3 separate regions of the Mus musculus genome follow, and all the other regions are linked to region 1. A link is a contact called in public ChIA-PET and Hi-C data. All regions are on one chromosome and are shown on one strand. Each heading gives the region's core, a stretch centred on a gene start, on an enhancer-like site or on the middle of the called end of the contact. The rest is flanking DNA. Distances are from core to core; before and after follow the strand shown.

Evidence for each region. A called contact is a pair of places that touch in the nucleus more often than the background predicts. ChIA-PET counts read pairs in DNA pulled down with a chosen protein or histone mark.
Region 2: a contact with region 1 is called in a Hi-C map of uterus, with 1.7 times the contacts expected there. The contact joins the promoter of Vps54 here to the enhancer-like site in region 1. A contact is called at or near these places in 1 of 39 promoter capture datasets (cranial neural crest), 3 of 484 Hi-C or Micro-C datasets (the N1E-115 cell line, embryonic stem cells and uterus), 7 of 115 datasets of contacts at active chromatin or transcription factors (CD8 T cells, acute myeloid leukemia, bone marrow-derived macrophages and 4 more) and 2 of 9 other capture datasets (adipose tissue and embryonic stem cells).
Region 3: a contact with region 1 is called in an RNA polymerase II ChIA-PET map of memory CD8 T cells, with 13 read pairs. The contact joins two enhancer-like sites. A contact is called at or near these places in 28 of 484 Hi-C or Micro-C datasets (3T3-L1-derived adipocytes, B cells, the Ba/F3 cell line and 11 more) and 3 of 115 datasets of contacts at active chromatin or transcription factors (CD8 T cells, embryonic stem cells and memory CD8 T cells).

Annotation. Positions count from the first base shown.
Region 1 is chr11:21,032,217-21,036,041 of GRCm38.p6, reverse strand. No RefSeq gene overlaps it. Among named protein-coding and RNA genes, the nearest start is that of Peli1, 57 kb to the left of the region's middle. Within about 2 kb of position 2,076, at least 145 of the 459 cell types and tissues checked have an H3K27ac peak or open chromatin away from gene starts, as enhancers often do. A contact at or near this core is called in CD8 T cells, the N1E-115 cell line, Th1 cells and 7 more, where this site is marked.
Region 2 is chr11:21,237,020-21,240,844 of GRCm38.p6, reverse strand. It overlaps Vps54 (VPS54 GARP complex subunit), which reads right to left and starts at 1,813. Exons shown (of 23, transcript NM_139061.5): 1 at 1,474-1,813.
Region 3 is chr11:21,170,690-21,174,514 of GRCm38.p6, reverse strand. No RefSeq gene overlaps it. Among named protein-coding and RNA genes, the nearest start is that of Vps54, 66 kb to the left of the region's middle. Within about 2 kb of position 2,029, at least 40 of the 459 cell types and tissues checked have an H3K27ac peak or open chromatin away from gene starts, as enhancers often do. A contact at or near this core is called in CD8 T cells, Th1 cells and memory CD8 T cells, where this site is marked.

The DNA.
Region 1 (3,825 bases), core at 827-3,326:
TTAGGAGTTGAAAATTGAAGACCTCAGAGGCTTCCAGGTAAGAAATAGAAATGGCATCCCTTGAGGATATATTGACTTTGCACAATGTTTAGGAGTAGGGGCCTGAATGGGAGGTTGAGTCTGACCGTCATAATTCTTCTTGGTTATATCAGCTGCATTTAAAGACTATTCAAATCACAAGGAAGATACAGACTAGAAACTTCCAGCCTTTTCTAATCAGGGACAATTAGGTATCTGAGAATCTTTTCAATTTTTGGAAAATCAGTTCTAATAGAAACTCAGAAATTAGCCAGGCAGTAGTGGTACACACTTTTAATCCCAGCACTCAGGAGGCAGAGGTATGTGGATCTCTGAGTTCGAGGCCAGAGGCCAGCATTGTTCTACAGAGCAAGTTCCAGGATAGCCAGGGCTACAAAGAGAAGAAAGAAAAAAAAAAAAAAAAAAGGAAGAAATAAATAAAGACATTAAGGTGAATGAAGAATGAGAACAATGTCTGAAAACATCAAAATAGTGGTCTTCCCAGTGTGTGTTAAAGGCATGTGAAACTGGAAGTAGAATCCACCATCACTAATTACTGAATGGCTAGGTATAGTCACATAAAAGGATGCATTTGAGCCGGGTGTGGTTTTAATCCTTTAATCCCTTATTTAAAAGGAGTGCATGCCTTTAATCCCAGCACTCAGGAGGCAGAGGCAGGCAGATTTCTGAGTTCGAGGTCAGCCTGGTCTACAGAGTGAGTTCCAGGATAGCCAGGGCTACACAGAGAAACCCTGTCTCAAAAAAACAAAACAAAACAAAACAAACAAAAAAAAAACAACAACAAAAAAGGGTGCATGTGCTCCAATAGAGCACACTTTCTTACTAGTCTCCTTTAAGACATTCTTTCCTACGTTTAAGATCTATTTGCATAAGTATATAGTAAGATAAGTTTAAATTGCCATAAGGAAGTCTGTTTATATTTGTCTTCTACCAAAATCTCATTTTTGTCATCTTGCTGAAACAGCCATTTAAGTCACACAGAAAAGGAAAGCCCAGTTTTGGTGACATTCTGTTTTAATTCCAGCACCCTGGAGCCTGAGGTGGGAGGCCTGACAAGAATCTGAGGCCAGCCTGGGTTGCACAGTGAGTTCGAGGCCAGCCTGGGGGATATGTAGCAAGACCCTGTCTCCAACAATCAAAACAAAAACAAAGAACAAAACGACTTCTCCCAACCTCCACCTCCCAACCCTCCCCTGCTCTCAGCCTTCACATACAACAAAACATCAAATAGGAGCATGGTTTATGATCCAAAATGGGCATGATTTATGGGCCCAGCAAGCAGTCCTGACCCGCGCAAGTGTCTGTCTTGCATATGTAGATGGGGGTTGAAAAGGCATTTCTGGCCAGGACCCTTCCCCCAAAGCATTTTTGCAGTTTCTCTGTGCCAACTCATCTGTGGATATATCATTTTAATCCTCCATAATCGTAGATCTGTAAATCTGCGTGTGAGTCGCCGTCGTCTCCCCCTCCCCCCCCCCTTCTTCTTCTTCTCTGTGGAAAGGATTCCTCTCTACCCCTTGGAGCTTAACTGCAGTTAAGAATGTGACCAGGAGGTCACATTTAGATTAGAACCCAGTAAAACCTGATGAGCTTGCTAAGCAGGACAACGGGGGAAACTCACAGGTCCAACTGTGGCTGCTTTCCTCTGGAGTGGGTGTGGGCGGGGGGTCACGGGAGTGCCTAACAGGAAGTGAATCTGGCTCAGGCTCAGGCCACAGGCCACAAGCCAGGAGACCCAGGCATTAATTCCTTGGGTTAACCAGCAGGTTGGAGATGTAAGGGATTGGTTGCCTTGGAGCATCATCTCCCTCGCCCTGGCCCCAGCAGCTGCTAATTGGCTTTCTCTTCACAAGCAGCTTTCCTTCTCCATTCTGTCTCTGAGGGAATTTCCCAAACTAACCTTGTCTAAGCTTTCCCGAGGGACTGTTTGTGGGGGCAGGTGGAGGAATTTCCCACCTTCTGACCACAGTGTAGCCTGGAGAGATTTACTGCTGATCTCCCATTTGGGGAGGTTTCTTTTTGGCGCACCACGACTTCCTGTTTCCCAGCGGTCTCTGCTCTCAGCAGAGGGAAAACGAACGTGTTTATAATACAGTGATGCACACCTCCTCCCTACTCCTAGTTCTGGGCCACTGTGACATTGAATTTGTAAGCCAGGCCCCGGGAACCTTGCTGAGAGATTTGGGTGGATAACACTGAAAATTACAGAAGTATTTGGAGTATAGCTTGTCATTCGTGTGCCACAGAAAAGATTGTTTCATAGATTTGTCGCTCCTGATTTAAAGGAGCTTGAAATGCCTCTGTTAACAGAAACCACTAGGAGCTGGAGAGATGCCTGAGAGCATTGGAGTTTGGGTCCCAGTATTTGCATAGTGCATCTACTCACACCCAGTAGAGACTCTAGCTTCGGAACAAATGAGGCCTCTGGCCTGCACAACATGCACATATGTGCACATACCCACATGCACATAATTAAAAATAAAAAGTGCTGGGGATGGAACTCAGATCGTCACAAAGGCTAGGCAAGCACCGCATGCCCCTGCACATGCCACACCCTCAATGCCCCTTTCTCTTTCACTTAATAACAGGGCGCTGCCGCTCACGGAGCGCCCAAGTGTGATAAGCACGGTGCCGGGGAGTTTGCGTTCCCTTCTCATTTGATTCTGGTAAAAGTCCGGAGAAGTAGGCCTCATTAGACCTAATTAACCAGCGGGGTGGGTGGGGGTGGGGGGTAGCAGACAGCTACCTTTCCCTGGCTGGTATTTATTTATTTATTTATTTATTATTTGGGGGAGGGGGAGAAAAGGGTTTATTTGGCATACACTCCTATATTGCTGTTCATTATTGAAGGAAGTCAGAACAGAAACTGAAATAGGGCAGGATCCTGGAGGCAGGAGCTGATGCAGAGGCCTTGGAGGAGTGCTGCTTACTGGTTTGCTTCCCATGGTTTGCTCAGCCTGCTTTCTTACAGAATTGGCACTACATACCATGGCCTTGGGCCTCCCCCATCTTTCTCATTGATCACTAATTTAGAAAATGCCTTACAACTGGGTCTCATGGAGAGATTTCCTCAACTGAGGCTCCTTCCTCTCTGATGACTCTGTCTGTGTGGAGTAGACACAAAACCAGCCAGTATAGTAAGCCATTATATAGTCACTTGCTGATTTTAGAAAAGTGTAAGGGGGGAGAGAGAGAGAGAGAGAGAGAGAGAGAGAGAGAGAGAGAGAATATGATGATGATGATGATGATGTTATTGCCTGGACTCAGCACTCTAGAGAAACCCTGGCTGGTTTTAAACAGCGCTCCAAGTGTGTGGAATGCCCAAAGTCCATATTCATAGTCATTCAGCCATGAGTTTGTATCAAAATTTGGGGCTTTTTCATGGGTCTTTAAAGTGGTGGGAACAAAGTGGTGGGAAGGAGCAGAGCCTCAAAACCAAAAATATTTTTTGAAGCAGTATGGGTGGTCTTTACTGATGGCCACTGTAGCCAGCAGGTCCTCTTTACTGCATCGGGGGAACTCCTGCTGACCCGGAAGGTGCTGAGAATAAACATATGCAAGTTACATCAGTCAAACCACCTAACTAGTTCTTTCTCCTAGAGAACTTTTCCATTTAACCCTGCTTGCTACCCTAGCTTTGTTCATTTTATCAAGGTCCTTAGAATTACTTCCCTGGGGGGCAGGTCCAGCCTTTCTCTGACCCTGAGTGGAGGAGGTTTACTTAATTTTCTGGAAACTGTATTCTACAGTTCAACTACTTTCCTGACTCTTAATTGCCTTTAAACC
Region 2 (3,825 bases), core at 564-3,063, 210 kb before region 1:
AAAGCTGTTTTTAAAAAGAGTAGGGGAAAAAAGTTAATAGTTAATTAAGAATAGGTTCTGCAAATTGTCCTTTCATGGTTTATATAAGATCTAATTGTAATAAAAATTCTTATTCAGAAATATAATTTAGCTTTTCCAGAACACAAATACATGCAAATTTAATCCTCTGTTCCTAGTAAACTCTAGATAACTTTGCCAGTTATAATTTTGAAAACAATGAAAAACATTTTAGAAAGCCAAATGCTGTAGCAGCAATACCACAAGAACAAATTATATGAGTGTCAACAACAACACACGGATAGTGTGTACAGTTTTACTGTGAACAGACTGGTACTTATAGTAACAGTTCTAAGGTTGCCAGAACACAGTTTAAAACTAGCCAAAAGACAATACAAAAGTTAGCATCTAACATCCTAAACTACAACTATCAAGTACAAAGTGACCAATTTTACCTAATGATAATTAGTGTAGAGCACCAATACCCACTTCTAGGAAACCCAACTCACTGTACTACATACAGTCAGACATATCCTATCATTACATCTGTTCCAGCCAAACTGCTAGGGAGTCAAATAGTTTTCCAATTAGAGCTCCCATTTATAAAACTCAATGCCCATCAAGACCTGCAGCATAAGTTATCACCTTCTTCTCCATATACCACAAACAGCGTATCATAATATCCCCTGCCCGCTGAACATGTATTAAGACTGACCTGAGTTTGAGAACCCGAAATTAAATCAATTAGAAAACAGAAGTAGCCCAATTTAATTCTTCGAAAGTAAAAGACGTCTCTATAAGGACCAAAAACCAAACTTGGTTAAAAAGGTATTTTAAGAAACACTTTGTAACTCTAATAGGCCAAAATTCTTTAAAAAAAAAAAAAAAAAAGTCACCCTAAGCCATACACGGACAGGCCAAGTAGCTAATTATAATGGTCAGGCAAAAGTTCCCAGACAACCCACAGGGAACAGGGAAGGCCTGTCTTTGTATCCCTGCAGACAGCAGTTAGCAAAACTGAAAGAAATAAAATAATTTAAACTACAATGCAAAACTGCACAATGCCGAGTTCTTCTTTGGTTTAGTATTCTCGGGCGGGGGGGTGGGGGGGCGGTGTTTTTATTCTAGAAGGCTCCAAGAGGGGTTCAGGCCTGGCTGAAAGGAGACAGGGAAAGTTTGGGCTCCGCGTCTACAAGGACTGATGGAAGTTGCTGGTCCCGGATTCCGGAGAGGGGCGAGGGGACTGGGGCGGCACCTGCGGACGCCGGCCGGGGCTGGGGCACAGCTGCCGGCCCGGATCCTGGGAGTGCCGAGAAGGAAGTGGTGGTGGCGGGGAGGATGAAGCTTCGGCTCGGTCACCGGCTCCGAAACTCTGTCAGCTCCAAGCCCCGAGGAGACGGAGGGGGTGGGGTCCCGCCGCCCCGCCGGTCACCGGGTCGGGGGAGGGTGGCCGCGAAGCGCGGGCCCGGCACCTACCTGCGGTCCCGGGCGGCAGCCCCAGACGAGGCCTAGTGCACCGCCGCCTCCATCCCTCCACGTCGCGCCGAGACTGCTGCTCCGCGGCCGCCGCCGCCCTGCGCGCCGGGTCCGAGCCCGGTTCCCGCCTCCGCCCCGCGCCTGCTGGCCGGCGGGCCCGGGAGCACAGGGCCGCCCTCTCGAGCCCAGCGCCGCTCGGGGGCAGAGCGGCCGCGGCGGGCCCCTCACGTCTCGCCCGGGTGTCCTGTCAGCCAGCAGTCTCCCCCGGGTCCGCAGCGCCGCCTCCGCCGCTGCTGCCGCCGCCTCTCCCACATCCCCGGCCTCCAGGGGAGCCGCCGCCGCGCCGCGACCACCGCCCCCGGCGCCTCAGCTCCCCACGCCGCCGCCCGCCTCACGCCACCGGCCCGGCGCGGCTGGGTCCGCGGAGAGCGTGCAGCAGGCCGCCGCCGCCGCCAGGCCGCCGCAGCCCCCAGCCCACAATCCACCGCGGCGTCGCCGGGGCGGGAGGGCCGCGGCCAGACCGGGAGTCGCCGCGCAGCTCCGACAGGGCCTGGCGCGGCCGCCGCAGAGCTAGCGACCCCAGAGCGGGGACGACCCCGCGTGGCTGCCCCGTGCCTCCCCCTGTCGTCCTCGTAAAGGCAGGAGTCGTCTCGGATCTGCGCTCCAGCTCGCACGGTTCCCCCCCCCCGCCCAGGTTGTCCAAAGAAGCCGAGCGTTGCCTTCCGCCTTCCCTGGCGAGCGGGCGGGAGCGGACCCCTCGCCCCCCAGACCAACTGACTCCCGGCCGCTTACACCCACTAAAGCCCTAGCTTCCGCCTGCCCTGACTCCCTCAGCCCCTCATAGTAAACAAACATGGCTCCGTCTCCAAAATTAATGCCTTTCAAAGGTGAAAGGTCAACTCCAGATACCCCACTGGCCTCCAGCACTTAAGGCCTTTTGAGGCTACCCTGTCCCCCCAGTTCCTGGCTTCCAATCACCTGTCACATTTCTCAGGCGCATAAGTCAGTTGTCCCTGCCCTTTAAAAATCTGAAAAACTTGGGTGTGTGTGCTTATTATTAAAATCTATTTGTGATTCCTAACAGCATTTCCAATTAGGCTGAGTTCAGAGAGAATTGTGATCTTACTAGTAAAATTACCATCTGCAAGATAGGGTGTCTTAGACTACAATATGTTTATAAGTCTCCAATCACCTTTGGTTGATTCAGGAGTCTTGAGACTCAGAGCCACCAAGGTCTGGAAAAATAAGAAAAAAAGTCTTAATTACTTGAGGGTCTTTCTTAACTTTATGAAGATTTTATTCCATTTTGGAACTGTTTAGCCTACAAATAAGTTTCATGCATTTCAAAAGTCTGTTTTACAAAGCAAAAGTGAAAATGTAACTCAGTAGTTAACTGGAAAAAGAAACTGATGCAAGTCTTGGTCTTAGTAAGTCATTGAAAATTGCTAACAGCTTTTGTTAATTTACTCACCAAAAAGGTATGGTTGGTCAGGCAGTGGTGGCGCATGCCTTTAATCCTAGCACTTGGGAGGCAGAGGCAGGCAGATTTCTGAGTTTTGAGGCCAGCCTGGCCAGCCTGGTCTACAGAGTTCCAGGGCAGCCAGGGCTACACAGAGAAGCCCTGTCTAAAAAAAAAAAAAAAAAAAAAAAACAAGAAAAAAAAAAAAAGGTATGGTTGAAGGACAGAAAGGACACAGAGAAAGGAAAACACAAAAGATTAGCCAAAAGAAAAGTCCTGCGCTATATTTTTCTGAATTCAACTCTTTACAATGGAGCCAGGCACAATGGAGCAGTCCTGTAATCCCAGCATTTTGGAGTAGAGACTTGAGGATCAGGAGTTCAAAGCCACCCTCAGAGTCCACATGGGACACTCAAGGCCTGCCTGGGTAATGTGAGACTATCTCAAAAAGAAAAGAGGAAAAAAAAAAAAAAAACTCTACAATAAAGAGGGTAAGAATACATCCAACAAATAATAAATACATGTTCTAGTTTGCTTCTCCATTGCTGTGGTAAAACACCAAGACCAAAAACAACTTGAAGAGAAAAGGGTTTATTTCTTCTCTCAACTCCGAGGTCATAGTGTCACTGAGGGAAGTCAGAGCAAAGAGTCAACCGGAAACAGAGACCTGAGAACACTATTGCTGCCTGGCTTCTATCCCAGAGCTTGCTCTGCTTGCTTTTTTATCCCACTCAGGACCATTTGCACCACCATAGTTAGCCCAGCTCTCGCACATCAGTCATTAAGGGAGGAAATGTCTCACAGACTTGCCTTTAGGCCACAAGGTGAAGGCAATCCCTCAGTCAGGCGTCCTTCTTCCCAGATGACTCTTGCTTATGTCAAGTTAGAAAAAA
Region 3 (3,825 bases), core at 780-3,279, 140 kb before region 1:
GCTCACACCCTCCTTTGCTGCAAGAGTCCTGGCAGCCTCAAAAAGAAAGTTCTGGAATCAAACCAGACCCTTGTGCTTGTTTGGCTGAGAACTTGAAACAAATCCTAGATCAGTCCACTTAAGAAAACAAGCCGATCTGGAGACCATATATACCGGCAGGCATTCTCTGTTGCCTGACAATAGCAGGTAGCGTACCACTACCAACTAATGACCTCCGCAGAATCCTTGGACCTATCTGCGGGTCTTCTGTAGCCCTTTTTTCATAATTAATATTATTTTAAATAACTTGACTCTTTGCTTGATATAAATAACCAAGCTTGTCTTGCTGGTGTGAAACAGCACAGCGCCCCCACCCAGTCCGTCAGTCCCCGAGTCACCCCTACCCTGCATTTCTAGTTCCCACTGCATTTCTAGTTCTTTACATGTGAGCTTTGGTTTACAGGAGTTGTCCAACAGTTCTTGTATTTCCACTCTCAGCATCCTGTGGATGTGTGCTTTGTTCAAGCATCTCTGAAACATAGAAGGACTAGGCTTGGATGAGGCTTAGATCCCACTCTTAAAGCTTTTACATTGATTGCCTCAAAGCATAGCCCACACATCCCATCCATGTGGATAAATGTCAAGAGAGATAGATGGGGCTAGATAGATAGATCGATCGATCTATTTCTCCAGTTCTTTTGGACTGAGTACTAGACTTGACTTACCCCTCCTCACTTCTTGAGGATCATGTCACATGACCTCCCTGACCCAGGGTTTGGTTTTTTTTTTTCTCTATCTTATTTTGCTTTATCTTTTATCTTCAGCAGAAGCAGCATTTCAAAACATCAAGGCTGACTCCATAGTCAGCATTTGAATGTACTTATGTACACTTAAATATGCTTAAGTGCAGATGTTCCCCTGAATCTATGTGTATTTATGTCTATGTGTGCACATACATACATATGTATATGCATGTGAAGGTCAGAGTACAACTTGAGGAGCCCTTCCTTGTTTTGGAAATAGGGTCTCTCACCTGTGACTTGGCGCTCACCTGTTAGGTTAAGCTCACTGTAGCTGAGTCCCAGAGATCTGTTGCTATCTCACCAGTACTGGAATTTTAAGTGTGTGCCACCTTGCCCAGCTTTTAACTGTGGAGAGCTTTGGGGGCTAGAAACTTGGCAGGAATGTGACTTTGGGCCAGGACAGGGAAGTGGGCTCAGATATCTTGGTCATCCTGATAAGCTCCTAGAAACAGTGATCAAGGGACCTTGTTTATTGCCTTGCTTGTTCCTTGACTATTTGTGTTTATTGTCTTCCTTGTTCCCTTGACCTACCACTGACCTTATCACTTGCATGAAATTAAAATGGTATAAAAGCAGACTGGGAAAAAATAAACCCGCTTCAGCCTCAGCACTGGCTGGGGTCAGGCAACAGTGTTGTCTAATTGTCTTTTTTTTTTTCTTTTTAATCCTTGCTCCTGCCCTGGAGAACCTGTTGACTGACTGAGCTGGCTTAGTCATTTAACATAAGTTTTGGGAATGTCCTCAGGCTTGTGTAACAATAGCCCAAGTACCGTCCCTGAGTTTGTGTTTTTAACAAAATATAAAATGTTTTTTATAAGTATAGATATTAAAATTCTATACTGTTCAATAGCTCCCATTCTATTTCTTATTTATTTATGTATTGATTGTTTATTTGAGATAATGTCTTACTCAGAGGCCAGGCTGACTTGTTACTAAGTAGTCCATGCTGTCTTCAAACTTAGAGTCCTCAGACTCCTGAGTGCTAAGATTCTAAATGTAAGCTACCACTCTTGGCCCTGTTTCTTTGTGTGTATGCTCAGGCGCGCGCACGTGTGTGTGTGTGTGTGTGTGTGTGTGTGTGTGTGTGTGTGTGTGTGTACAGCCCTTTCTATGTTCACTTATGCTTGTCTACCTCTTGTCCTCTAACTGCTGTAGAAGTTTACCATGACATCTATGTACAATTACCTTATCTCCAACTGACACAGACTGCCTCTAACCACCCTGTACCACAGACAGCAGCCCTGTGATACTCATACTCCTGCCCACCTCCTCATGGCCCTGTGCAGAGGGGATTTCTGAGTCACAGGTACACCCACACACACATGCAGCCAGAAAACTCTTTAGAATAGGTGCGCGTGTACACTCCTAACAGCAGTGAGCATGGGCTCTTGGTTTTTACATGTTTTCTAAGACTATCATGCTTTTCCAGCTTCCCCGTTTTTACAAATCAAAGGGCATTAAGTAGTATCTAGGATTCTTTAACTGCTTTTCTTGATTACGGTGACTCTGAACTTCTCTTGACTCTTAAGCATTTAGGTTAATGCTTCTGAGAACTAGCCACTTAGACCTTCGACAGCATTTCTGTCGTGTGCCTTGTCTGACTTACCAGAGCTCCTTTGCAAGCTGGGTTTTAGCTCCTTGTTGGGTTGAGGCATTACAAGTATCCCTTCCCAGCTGTCCTCTGCCCAAGTTTGTGACAGTATTCATACACCGGCAATCTTATTATTGCTGCAGCCAAACCTGTCAAGCTATTAATCTGTAGCTTGTACTTTTTGAATACTGTTAACAAAGTTCCCACCTCAAAGTCCCATATACACGCACATGTTTCTCTACTAGCTGTTTGGTTTCAGACCTCAGGATAGGCATAGTTTACACATCAAAGCAGACCTGGTCTCCAGGTTCTCCCAGCATCCCTCAGTCCCTACCTGGCATACCCTGCCCCCAGCCCTGAACTTCTAGCCCAGTGCCTGGGCTGCTCTTCCACCAGACAGAGTCTCTTCCCTATATATAATCCAGACATTTTGGTCTCCCTGCTCTCTCCTTCTTTCTCCCCATGGTGACTTCCCTGGCTTTGGTCCTTGGGGCAGTGAATTCACCCAAGATCAGCTTCCCAATAAACCTGCATTTAATATCTAATCTGTCTTGAATTGGCTCACTTTGCTGGCAGAAAAGTAACTTATCACTAGCTTTATCATCTTTCTTATTTTTTTATAATAAATAAAATAAAACATGAGATTGTTATTGCTCTATGCTTTTAACGCTAATGCAGTGCTGGCCATATTCTAGGAACTTAGAAAGTCATAAAGTCTCCTTCCATCTCTAGTCCTGCTTCTTTGGAAGCCAAGTGAAGGGAGGTGGAGGAGGCTCAGAAGGCTCCCTGGTCAAGGGCATCAGAAAGAGCACAGCTTCTCTCTCTGCCCTGTTGAGAGACCAGGCAGTTTCCTCAGGCAGACTGATAGGACATGGCTATGAATGGACAATAAAGATCATTAACCTCCAAGATGGCTGCCTTCTTCACCCTATTGACCTGGGACAAAGGTCTTGTTGGCTTAAAACAGAAGCCTGGTGGGCTTGTTTTTTCTTAGAAGTATGACTCCCCAATGGTGGATTGGTTTGGTCAGTTCAAAGTCAGACCAGGATGTGTTTAGGCCCAACCTATGGACCTATCAACCTCCCTGTCATTGTTCAAACTGGCCAACTCTAAACTGGAGGAAGACCCCCTCACAGACCCCCTCACAGACTCCCGGCCCTCATGGAGAGGCAGAGCCTCTGGAGTGAGCTCTCTATCTGCCCTGCAGAGGCTCTTTCTCTGTGTGCCTTGCTGTGTGTACATTTCCCCCACCAGCTGGCTCTGTTTCTCCAAGTCTGAGTTTCCTTTTACTGCTACCTGCTGTGCTTGGGATGTTTCCTCATTTCTCACTCTTCAACTGGCAGAGAAAGCAAACCCTCAGAGCCCCAGACAGTAGGACTGCCACGGCCTTGTTCCAAACACACTTCTACAAGCAACCTCACCTCTGACTTTCTGGCTTATGTTCTCCATGTT